Linked DNA regions of Mus musculus: all the other regions are linked to region 3. A link is a contact called in public promoter capture Hi-C data. All regions are on one chromosome and are shown on one strand. The core of a region is the stretch at or near the end of the contact, and the rest is flanking DNA. Distances in the headings are between cores, read along the strand shown. Region 1 holds the start of Wtap (Wilms tumour 1-associating protein). Region 2 holds the start of Ppp1r11 (protein phosphatase 1, regulatory inhibitor subunit 11). Region 3 holds the start of 1520401A03Rik (elastin). Region 4 holds the start of Tcp1 (t-complex protein 1).

Evidence for each region. Promoter capture Hi-C pulls out the DNA fragments that hold promoters and counts their contacts.
Region 1: a contact with region 3 is called in a promoter capture Hi-C map of maxillary cranial neural crest. The contact joins the promoter of Wtap here to the promoter of 1520401A03Rik in region 3. A contact is called at or near these places in 3 of 39 promoter capture datasets (cranial neural crest, embryonic stem cells and maxillary cranial neural crest).
Region 2: a promoter capture Hi-C map of pre-B cells shows a contact between it and region 3. The contact joins the promoter of Ppp1r11 here to the promoter of 1520401A03Rik in region 3. A contact is called at or near these places in 4 of 39 promoter capture datasets (cranial neural crest, frontonasal cranial neural crest, maxillary cranial neural crest and 1 more).
Region 4: a contact with region 3 is called in a promoter capture Hi-C map of pre-B cells. The contact joins the promoter of Tcp1 here to the promoter of 1520401A03Rik in region 3. A contact is called at or near these places in 3 of 39 promoter capture datasets (cranial neural crest, maxillary cranial neural crest and pre-B cells).

Annotation. Positions count from the first base shown.
Region 1 is chr17:12,990,799-12,993,700 of GRCm38.p6, forward strand. Wtap (Wilms tumour 1-associating protein) reads right to left here and starts at 1,461. Exons shown (of 8, transcript NM_001113533.1): 1 at 1,279-1,461.
Region 2 is chr17:36,950,393-36,953,241 of GRCm38.p6, forward strand. Ppp1r11 (protein phosphatase 1, regulatory inhibitor subunit 11) reads right to left here and starts at 1,400. Exons shown (of 3, transcript NM_029632.3): 1 at 1,031-1,400. The coding sequence starts at 1,114.
Region 3 is chr17:23,724,688-23,727,743 of GRCm38.p6, forward strand. 1520401A03Rik (elastin) reads right to left here and starts at 1,764. Exons shown (of 41, transcript XM_017317755.2): 1 at 1,452-1,764. Pkmyt1 (protein kinase, membrane associated tyrosine/threonine 1) reads left to right here and starts at 1,649. Exons shown (of 8, transcript NM_023058.3): 1 at 1,649-1,954.
Region 4 is chr17:12,915,020-12,917,880 of GRCm38.p6, forward strand. It overlaps Tcp1 (t-complex protein 1), which reads left to right and starts at 1,310. Exons shown (of 12, transcript NM_013686.4): 1 at 1,310-1,610; 2 at 2,779-2,861. The coding sequence starts at 1,547. It overlaps Mrpl18 (mitochondrial ribosomal protein L18), which reads right to left and starts at 1,072. Exons shown (of 4, transcript NM_026310.3): 1 at 928-1,072; 2 at 619-805. The coding sequence starts at 979.

The sequences.
Region 1 (2,902 bases), core at 211-2,710, about 11 Mb before region 3:
GGTTGCTGGGATTTGAACTCAGGCCTTTGGAAGAGCAGTCAGTTCTCTTAACCGCTGAACCATCTCTCTCCAGACCGCATTTAAAAATGTTTTATGAATGTTTTGCACGTATATATGTGCATCACGTGCACGCCTGATGCCACCCACTGAGGTCAGAAGTGGGAAGTCAAAATTCCAGAACAAGAGTTAAGGATGGTCAAGAGCCATCATTCCGGTGCTGGAAGAGAAACTGCTGAGCCAACTCTCCAGTCCCAAAGCTCAAACATAAGCTAAAGGGAAAGAAAGGTAGAATTTGTAGTAACTGATCTGTGACTTCCACCTATCTTTCCAAACAATAAAATTAACTAAATGAAAAGGCTAGGGTAGAGCGTGAAAACGATGAAAAAGGCGTAAATAAAACGTAGAGGATTATAACATGCTCCTTGAAGCTTTAACAGGCTCACCGATCTTTACAACCAGCTTACAGTGTATTCTTAGTCCTTTGGGGTCAAATTAACTGACTTCCTCATTCTCAAACCAAGAACTGTGGGCTCGGGGAATTGCTGAACGGCAGAAGGCTGGCCTAGCGTGCATGCACAAGGCCTAGCCGCCCCCCACGCCCATAAAACATGTACACAGAGAGGAAAACTTAGGTCTTGTTCTACCGTGCACCCGCTGTCTTATGCAAAACAATTTTAAATACGGTCAAATCAGCCATACAGAAATCCAAAACTAGACTAGAAGTTCACGAAAAATTCCACTAAGCTGTCAAAAAAAAAAAAAAAAAAGAACTACTCTCACAATGCATGCACTTATGTAAAAATGGAAGTCCACAGGTGAACGTGGTTGCAAAGACAAGCTACTACGTGGTACGGAATTGTTTTTAACAAAAAAAAAACCCAAAAAACAAAACAGAATGCTTCACTTGTGCCATACAGAACTGTGGGTACCTCTGGGTCCCCGGTGACGAACCCTGGAAGGTGGGAGGGGGCGACAGAGGCGGGGAAAGGACCGGCATGGCCAGTCAGCCCCGAGAGGGCGGCCTCCGGCCTCCCCGCCTCCCCGGCCGCGGGAACGCCCGCCCTGTCCCCTGCCGTCAGGGACGGAAGTAGAATGGCCGCGAAGCGGTGCAAGGATCCCCACGGGCAGCAAACCGCTCTGCCTAACGGGAAACCTGCACGGCCGCAGGCCCGGTCGCCCTTCCGGCCCGGAGTGCATTTCCCCGGGTCTAGGGCGGCCGCGCCTCGCTCCCCGGCCCCACAGGCCCTCGTGGCCATTCCCGCTGCGGGCTGCACCTACCTTCCCAGCCCGAGGCTGCGCGGGCGCCGCCAGTCACACAGGCCGAGGCCGCGCCGCCGCCGGCCCCCCCGCGCTCCTCCCGCCGCAGCGCTGGCGAGAACCTTTATTTGCGGGTCTCGCAGCCACAAAATGGCGCTGAGGGAGGAAAGCCGGCCCTGCCGCCGGCCCCGCCCCGCCCGGACTGCGCCCCGCCCCGAGCGCGCCGCGGAGACCCCGCCCGTGGCCCACTCACCCGAGACGCGCCTCTCGGGCGCCTCCTCGGTCACCGCGCCGGGCGCCTCTGGAGAGAAGGGGCGAGGGGCGGCCGGCTCGGCCCCGCTCGGGACCTCGGGGCGCGGAGAGGCAGCGGCACTACGCCGCCGCCGCACGGAGACAGTCCGCGGAAGCCCGCACCGGCCCCGTCGGGGCTCTGCAAGCTCAGCGGGGCTGGGAAGGGAAGCGGCCGGAGAGAAGGGCGGGCCCGCGAGGTCGGAGGTCACCCGCGAGGCATCTCGGGACGACGGCCGCTGCCGGACAAGCTCGGCGGGGCCACCTGCGGCTGCTGCGCGGCCTGGGCGGAGGAATCCGAGCCGACAAGCGCGTGATTGGCTCTTCCAGGCAGTCTCACAGCTCAGGATGCTTCCGCGCATCGTGCCGGAACGGGGAGACAGCGGCTTCATGCTTAAGCGCCCCTCGTTTTAAGTTGGGGGCGGGGGAGGGGGACTTAGAAGCCGTCGCCGTTCTTGGGGCCGCCGGCTTTGCCCCGGGGCGTCTTTGGGTTTGAGTCGAGGAGCCAGGAGGCTGCGCGTGTGGGCAGACTGGAAGCCCCGGGAAGGCAGCCGGGTGAGGGTTCTGGAGTACTCTAGCAAGAACAGCGGTGCTCGGCAGTCTCTTCAGCACTTCCCAGATGGGACAGTCATATTTAGGCTTAGTCGGTTTTATGAGCCCGGTTAATCCCCAGCGTAGGTGCCCTGCCTGAGATCATTTATAAGGATACAGTTACAGTAGAGACCAGATGCCACCACTAGGTAGTTTACATCGCAGGGTCCTTGGAAAACTAAAGAAAATGGAGAAGGACGTGAACAGATGGTTCACAGATCCTTAAAATATTCCATAGAAGGAGGATCAACTTTGTTTATAATGGAAATATACATTGAAATCCTGTTTCCTGGTGAGGATGCAGACATTAATAGTTATGTGTTACTTTGGAATGAGTCCTGGCTTGAGTGAATAAAGCAAGGTGTAGAAATACATATACACATATATGTAGGCACATATCGAGAAAATGGAAGAATATTGCAGAAACTTAATAGTTACTCAAAAGAGGGTAATGGCTGTAGGAGATAAAGGTAGAAACAGCAAGACTTGTGAGTTTTCAAAACTTATGAAACGAATAGGTAAAACAAGAAAATCCCTCCAGAGTCCAAAACAAATTGAAAGGAATCAATTCAAATTAAAATTGATAGCGGAACTGAAAGATACACAAAAGAAAGAATATAGCTGCAGTGTTTGAATTTCATGCTCTGGCTCTGTGCCTACAGAGGGCTCTGTCCTAGATACCTAAGAATCACTCAGTTTCACTAAGTGATTTGTAGTTATAACATTGTTGCTATGGTTTTGAAGTTACATATATTGTAGTACAAAC
Region 2 (2,849 bases), core at 150-2,649, about 13 Mb after region 3:
GTATAGCTATTTTCTCAGAAAAAAATAAAATAAAATAAAGCAGGGATGGGGAGACATCTCTGTTGGTAAAGCTCTTTTGGTGCAAGCATGAAGACCTGAGTTTGATCCCTTGTATCCACGGGAACAAAAACAACAACAAAAAGTCAAATGTGGTGGTGGTGGTGGTGCAAAAAGGCAGATCTCTTGCTAGCCAGACTAGCCTATTTGGCCAGCTCCAGGCACAATGACTCTGTATCATAAGTAAATAAATAAATAAATAAATATAGACCATGTCTCAGACATCTGAGGTTAACTTCAGGCCTACACACACACACACACACACACACATATCAAAATAAAACAAATATCCAAAACCCTCCTTCTACAAAAAAGCCTTCATTCTTTCTTCTCTCATCTTCAAGCCCAGGGCTCCCTAATCCTATCCACTTATTCTTTAACATTCTGGCATCTCTGGTAATAACTGCTAAACTACTAATCTCCTTCAACCCAGACATTGTCAAACCCAACGCATCTTTCTCCCTTTGAAAGCAATTTGTTTTTGCAAAAGTTGTTTGCTCATTTGCTTCTCTCCTCCCTGATCTGCCAAAACACACTTCACCTTATTTTCTTGTTTCCTCATTTCCTCCGCTTTAACACGCACCCATTCCATGACTATCTATTGGTAAGCACTATTGGTAAGTACTCGTTCTGTACATTTGCCTCCAAAACCACGCCTTCTCAAATGGCGTTTCACTTCCTCCCAGTACCTTTCTGGCTCCTTAACCCAGTTTCCGTTTATTACGTACATAGACCACCACCCCAAGCCTTAACACCTATACTCTAATTGTAACTACGGATTAAACAATCCTTGACCAGTCACTTGAACCATTTGAGCGGCTCCAAGCATCTCTATTTAGTTCCTTGCGATTTTCCCAATAAGAGTAAACCCCACATGATGTCCCAGATCCCAAACCCACCAACTTTCCAAACCCCCCTCCCCCTCCCAGTGCCTCCCAGACCCCTAAATAGACCCCCTGCCCGCCTTTCTCACTGGCTCGGTTGTCTCGGTAACCGTTGTCTCAGTAACCGTTGTCTCAGTGACGGTCTCACTTATCCCGGCCCCTGTCTCCGCCATGGCTAAAGCGAAAAGCGAGAAAGCGGGATGAGACACCCTTTCCTTTTTCTGAGCCTCAGAGATCTAAGAGAACCGGTACAAGACTCGGAGTAGAGGCCAGGATGCTCTAGCTTCTTAATCTCCCCTACTCCTCCACGGCCTCTGCTTCCCCACCCCTGGGGAAAACCTGTCCAACCCCACTTCCGGCCTTTCACTTCCGGTTGTGACGCATCCTGCAGAACACAGTTTCCCTTCCCCACCACCGCCTGGGTCAAAGCAGGCGTCGCCAGAATAGTTCCGCCGTAATGCAATAGTGCGCAGACGCTGAGGTTGGCAGAAGTGATGTCATAGTGGGGGGGGTGGGGCTAGGCAAGGCTTAAGTTCATTGGCTGGTCAACTCGAGGCCGTTGTGCTGAAAGGATGAGGTCTGTGTGCCTAGAATCCTTACCCTATCTGCTGTATCCATAAGCTTAGGTGAAAAAATTAGGTGGGACAGGGAGCTATCTCCAAATTCCTTTTTATCATTCTGTCAAGGAGCGGTTTTCCAGGAGCAGGAAATACACTGGGTTCTAGCCGTCTCCCTGTTTGTTGATATCCCAGTGAAGGTACACTAAACCTGAAATTTTTTGACTGTAGTAGGCCCTAAGATTAAAGCCTGAAACACCTAGATTACCATTTAGCTCCCAGTTTGAGGAATGCAAAGGTTAGATGCAGGGGGCAGAGTAACAAATCCAAATTCATCTGGTTAAATTTTGTTAAATCTCTCCACTATCCATCCAAAAATACCAGTTTTTGTTTCCTTACAATGAGAAACTAGATTTAGATAAGATATATGTATAATACATATAAGTGCATCTTTTTTGTATTGTCCTTGTAATGGTTTTCATTTAGGCTTACTATGCTCGAGAGTCCAAACGGGGGGAGGGGGCTCTAATTTGTAAGCTCCTAGCTTGTACAAACTGTCGTGGCAGCCCGCCTACCTCTTTTAACCAGACATTGAAGGTTTTTTTTTGTTTGTTTGTTTGTTTGTTTGTTTGTTTTGTTTTGTTTTCCCAAATAGGGTTTCTTTGTGTAGCCTTGGCCCTTTTGGAACTCTCTCTGTAGACCAGACTGGCCTCAAATTCAGAAACTTACCTGCTTATGCCTCCTCCAGTGTTGGGATCAAAGGCCACCACCACCACCCAACAAAGAATTATTTTATTATTATTATTATTCACTTTACACCCTGTTCACTGCCCCTCTCCCAGGTACTCCCTCCCACAATCCTTCCCCCATCCCCATCCCCTTCTCTGAGTTGGGTGGGATCCCCCTGGCTATCCCCACACCCTGACACTTCAAATCTCAGCGACACTAGGTGCTTCCTCTCCCACTGAGGCTAGACAAGGCAGCCCAGCTAGAAGAACCTGTCCCATGTACAAGCAACAGCTTTTGGGATTGTCCCTGATCCAGTTGTTTGGGACCCGCATGACAACCAAGTTGCACATCTGCTACATATGTGAGGGGAGGACTAGGTCCAGCCCATGTATGCTCTTTGCTTGGTAGTTCAGATTCTGAGAGTCCTAAGGGTTAGTTGACTCATTTGGTCTTCCTATGATGTTCTTATTCCCTTTGGGACTTGAAATCCTTCTTTCTATTCTTCTATAAGAGTCCCCAAGCTCCTTCCAGTGTTTGGCTATGGGTATCTGTATCTTGAGTGAGCAGCTGGGTGGAGCCTCTCAGAGGACAAGAAGCATGGTATGTACTCATTATAAGTGGA
Region 3 (3,056 bases), core at 514-3,013:
TTCTGATGTATGCCACTGAAATAAAATGCTTTTATTTCTCCCTGTAGCGCTGGGGATTGAACCAAGGGCTTCACACCTGCTAGCTGACAGCCTAGCCTTTCTACTTCTTCCCTAGTTTCTTTATGAGACAGGGTTCAAATTGATAAAACTGTGCCGGGTTTTGAGACAAAGTCTCACTATGTAGCCCAGGCTGGCCTAGAACTTCTGATATATATCAGGGTGGCCTCAAACTCAGAGATTACCCCTGCCTCAGCCTCCCCAGGTCTTCAGTGTTGGGATTACAGAGCTATACACCACTTTACCCAACTTTTACTTAGTGGTTTATCTGAGGACAGGCATCTTGTTTCGTTTTTTTGTTTTGTTTTGTTTTAATTGAGTTTTCTTTTTCTTTCTTTCTTTTTTTAAGATTTTATTTATTTTATGTATGTGAGTACACTGTAGTTGTCTTCAGGCACACCAGAAGAAGGCATTACAGATGGCTGTGAGCCACCATGTGGTTTCTGGGAATTGAATTCAGGACCTCTGGAAGAACAGTCAGTGCTCTTAACCACTGAGCCATCTCTCCAGCCCCAGGAATATTGTTATAGTACCCACTGGCCTCCAATTCCTAGGCTCATGTGACCTTTCTGCCTCAGCCGCCTCTGTGCTTGGGGTATAGACATGTACCAGTGCAGTTTTTTGTTTGTTTGTTTGTTTTGTTTTGTTTTGTTTTTTGTTACTGTGTGTGTGTTAGTGTGTTTTAATCATTATGAATTAGACTTTGAGGAATAAATGGTTGGAAGAAGGGGAGGCCTGTCCAGAAAACGGAGCTGGCAGAAAATAGCTCTAAATAGTTGGAGAGGGACCTGTCTAGGGTTCTCAACAAGGACTAGACCAAGTCACAACTGTTCTGGCTCTCAAAGTCACTAAAGCAAAGGGAAGGGCTTGGAGGTGGGCGGTACCCCAGCTCTTGATCTCAGGCTTAAGTAGGGCCTGGCCTTCCTTCCCACTGTTGTTCCAAGAGATTGCAGGAGCATTTTAGAGAGATTGGCTATAAAGCATGATTTTTCACTTCTAGTTGAAATCAATAAAGGTCCCTTTCTCCATGAAGCAAGCTCCACCCCACTTTGTTCTGTGCAGACCTTCTTTAAAGAAATTGTCCTAGGTTCCTCGGCTCCACGTTTAGAAGAAAAGTGACAACCCATCATGTACCAGAGGTTGTGAGGCCAGGAAGTGACTGAGAGGAGTCAGTTGAGCACAAGGTTCTGAGCTAAAGGATGTAAGAATCGGCCTCAGACAGCCTATTTACAAGGAGACTCCACCGTCTTAGAACAGGCGCTACCAATCGCTATCCTGGGATGATGAAGACCGGTGTCTGAATATGCATAAGATTATAAGTAGTGGGACATTCGCTTGTGCTGTCCCCAGTGGCAACTCCTTGAGGAGATGCCACTTGGCTGCAGGGCCCTTACCTGCCCCTTTTATGGACACGAATATTAAGGCAGCCAATAGAGAGCAGCTGGTGTGGGGACCATAGTGTGAAGGCCGACAAATACCGACAGAGAGGGGCCAAGGATCGTTCCCGCCGCAATAGGCCTCGAAGAGTTGCGTCTGCGCAGTGAGAGCGCTCCGGCAAACTTCGGAGGCGGGGAGACCTCGGTGCGCACGCAAGACGCGAGGCGGGGCCAATGCCCCGGGCGCTAGACCCGCTGCACCAGGCGGGGGCGGGACCACGGGCGAGCCTGGGCGGGGCCTCGAGGCCGGTTTGGAATTTTTGGCGCGAGCTGGCTCCGCGCGCGTTCACGGGCGGTTCCCCTTCTTGGAGGGTGCTTCGTCCCGGTGTCCAGAGGCCCCGCTGCCCGACCCCGGCCTGCCTGGCCTCTGTGAGGTCCCCAGCGGCCCCCGCCGACCCGGAACCTGGGACCTCGCTGCTGCGCCACGCTGCGCCACGCTGCGCCACGCCCAGCCTCCCCAGGTGAGCCCACACCCGGGTGAGATCTCCCGGTTGCGCCGCTCTTCCGCCGGCGCCCTGGCCCGCGCTCCTGCCGCGCTGCGCCCCGCGACTGCCCTCCGGCCTCTTCTCAGTATCCGGTCACCCCCCCACCCCCCTGCAGCAGCCCCACCCCTCCGTGTCTGTCACGGGCCGGACTAGCCCTCGGATGACTCCAGGTCAGCGCTGTCGCCCACGCCCCGCCTACTCCCGCGGGTCCCCTGTCCCTTCCCATTGGGCGCTCCTTTTCCAGCACTGCCTCTCTTTCTCCCGCGGCTCTCTGGGAAGAGCCCCTCCACCCCCGGGTGACAGCCTGTTTACGCAATGGTTTGTCAGAGTTCCCCCTCGCCTACCGAACGGATTCAGCAGTGGCCCTGCACGGGAGAAACTCACAGTCTAACGCTAGATGGTGGTCAACAGATGGGTACAGCTCAGTAAGAGGGTGAGGTCCCTGGAAACCCAGTGGCTCAGGGACACTCTGTACTCAGCCGGGACTCCACTACCAACCCTTCTCACCCCATAAAAGCTGTTTGACCAGGCCAGAGGTATTAGAATGTAAATGACCAGTGATGTTGAAATGAAAATGGCATTGAGAGGGAATGGTCTCTCTGGCTGAAACAGAAGGTGATGGACTCCCAGGTGCTAGGCATGGAGACTGTATTCCTTCTTCCTTTAAAAAAAAAAAGTTTTTACTCTTTTTAATGCATGTGTATTTTTGTCTGTTTGTGCCTAGTGCCCACATAGGTCAGAAAAGGGTGTCAGATCCCTTTGGAATTGGAGTTACAGACGCTTGTGTGTCAGGGAATCAAACCTGGTCCTTTGGAAGGGCAGCAAGTACTCTTACCTCCCCCACCCACGTCCCCTTCAAGACTGTAGGTTTAATTAACAAGCATGATCGTGGATCCTTACAGAAGACCTGGGATGGGATTTGTTTTTTTTTTTCTTAGGGTGGGCATCAAATGCAGGACGCTGATGGTGCCAGGCATGTACTCTATCACTAAGCTAAAGGCCACCTCTGGGATGGGATTCTTGAAGTAAATAGATCCATAACAAGAGGGCCTTCCAGCAAGCCTCTTAAGTACTTAAC
Region 4 (2,861 bases), core at 60-2,559, about 11 Mb before region 3:
TCAGAAGAGGGTGTCAGATCCCTGGGAACTGGAATTACAGACCATTGTAAGCTGCCTGGGTCCTCAGTGAACTCAGTAAGTGCTTTAAATGAATACAAATTTTAAAATGTATTTCATAAAATGTTTCTATTAATGAACTTTTAACCTTTATTCCCCCCATTAAAAAATCATTAAGGCTCAAACTTTACCCTAATGTGCACGCTAATAACTAATTCTACTTAGCACTCTATTCTGTAACAGCTTACACACACACACCTTTACTTACTGAACAGGTAGGTACACAGGCCTGTCAGTTCCAGACACTCAATCCCAGCCTCCTAGCCTCCTTTGCTAGAATAGCCTTCATGGCAAATGATTTCGCGGCTTCCTGTCCTTTAGATCTCAGCTTTTTGACATGTCACCTTCAGAGAGGCCTCAGGACATAGCCGCTTATTCTCAAATTACCGTTTAAGTTTTCTTCAAGGCAACTAACTAGTTGCTTGCTCCAAGGTCGCTTTCTACCCACATGTCATCTTCCTGACACATCCCGAGGCTTACCTGGCAGGATCAGTCAGGGGATTGGTGAAATTGGTAAGGTGCTAAGCACAGCTTAGTCAGTCACAAGCCGACTTTAATTACCTGTGCCAGAACTCACGGTTAGGCCACACGGTAGCCCAGCCCCGTTCTTTCCGAGCTACCCCTAAGAGCTCCAGATTCCGAGGGTTCCGGTTGGTGAACTCCGGGGCCACCGCTTCGTTTTCCTTACTCTCCACGTCGGGCTGCACGGCCGGCACGGAACTGGTTGAGAGGGCTGCGAACCCACACTCTAGAAAATGAAAAAGATCACATGCATCTTTCACTTTCCCACATCAGGTACAAAATCGCATTTGCAAATGCACACGTACTGTGCACAGAGCGCAGGCAAGGAGGTGGGGCGAGATTAGTTACCCAGTTTCCTGCAAACTGACAGACATTTCCAGAACCGCGGCCGAAGCGCCATGGCTGACGGGACCTGGGCAAAGTCACACAGTGCCCTATCTTCCTTTGCTCAGGGTCGTCTCGGGGAACAACTAGTCGCAGCCATGTTAACTGTGGGTAAAGCTACAAGGGCCGGCAGTACCTCGGTGTCTCAAGGACCCGGAACTAACAAGCTCCCTGGTGCTGAGTGGCCGAGTGAGCGATCGGTATCCCTGGCTCACCAATCACCGCAGACGTTGAGGCGGAGGGCGGGACACGCTAGCCGTGGCCAAGAGCCTGACTTCCGTTTTCCACTTTCGCGCCTTTCTTCTACTGTCTCTAGTTGACCCAGCGTCCCGCAGCCCCCTACTTCCGGCGTTTTCAGTTTTTCGCCCCGCCCAGCCCTCGTCTGTCAATCCCTACCGCTTTCCCGGCAGACCTTGCGGTTGGTGGAGCGTGGAGAGCGCGCAGGGCGTGTTACCCAGCAGGCCCCGCGGCATCGCTCGGGCCTTTCCACGCCGTGGTCCCCGCCGTGGTGGCCGTTAAACGGTCTCAGAGCGGAGCTATCGGTTGTCTGCGGCCGTAGTGAGCTTTGCTTCGTTTCCTGAAGATGGAGGGTCCTTTGTCCGTGTTCGGGGACCGCAGCACTGGGGAGGCGGTCCGCTCCCAGAATGGTAAGGGCGAGAGAATGGTAAGGGTCCAGCTCGCGGCGGCGCAGGCCGAAGCCCAGCCGCAGTCCGTAGGCCGGGGCTGTCCGCCGGGCCCAGTGAAGTTCCTTCAGGAGAAGCCCAGCCATCCCGGATCCGCCCTCACTAGCGGCCGGCTCGGCGCCATTGCGCCCTACCGTGTAAGGGAAGAATGTTCGAGAATGCACACGGTTGGGGGAGGCGTTCAAGATGGGTGTGGGCGTCCGTGCCCCAATACCTAGTAGAGGAGCTCCAGATAGACTTCTCCGCCACTCCCCTCTGCTCCTTTGTTGGGTTCCAAGCCGGTTGGAGCACCTCTGACATAGCCAGAAAAGAGTAGCTTTCACCGGTTCCATTGGCCCTTGAGAAGATGCTCATAGAATCTAGGTGGCTTTTGCGTTGCTTCCCTTCCCTGGTCTGGTTCTTGGATGCCCAGAATCTGCAGGTGACAGCTGCTCCCCCAGTAAAACGTAACGGAATGCAAACTGAACGTTATTAAGCGATACTTTTAGCTGCCTTTATCGTGGTTAACTTTAATACGAGTAAGCACGTGGTTTGCTGTGGTTGAATTTGTTCTTGAAAGCATTCCCTTGCAGGAACCGTGTTCTGTGTTGTGCTTTTTTTTTTTTTTTAAACAACTCTCTTAGAAATTACTACTACTTTATCCTGGTGAACTATCTAATATTCTTACTAAACTTGCCAGAGTCTGAAGAGAAAGGCTGAACTTAAAGGGTTTTTTCCCCCCTAGTGTAGTAGTAAGGAATGAACTTAAGATTGCTTATAATTTGAGGCATTAAAATCTTTGCAATCGGTGATATACCAATACTAAATAGAAAAAAGAATAGTTAACCTTCACTGGTCCTTAAGTAAGTGATTCCCCCCCCCCCCCACACACACACACACACACACACACAGGGTTTCACTGTATAGCTGTGGCTGTCCTGGAAGCAACTTTGTAGACCAGGCTGGCCTCGAACTCAGAAATCTGCCTGCCTCTGCCTCCCGAGTGCTGGGATTAAAGGCGTGCGCCGCCACACCCGGCTTGATTTTTTTTTTTTTAAATAGTAATTACAGACTTTAGATTTTAGCAAATCATAGGTAGTTGAGTGTCATAGTTTATGTGTTGTTCTAATTAGTTTTCACTGTTCATCTACAGTTATGGCTGCAGCTTCTATTGCCAACATTGTTAAAAGTTCTTTTGGGCCAGTTGGCTTGGATAAAATGTTGGTGGATGATATT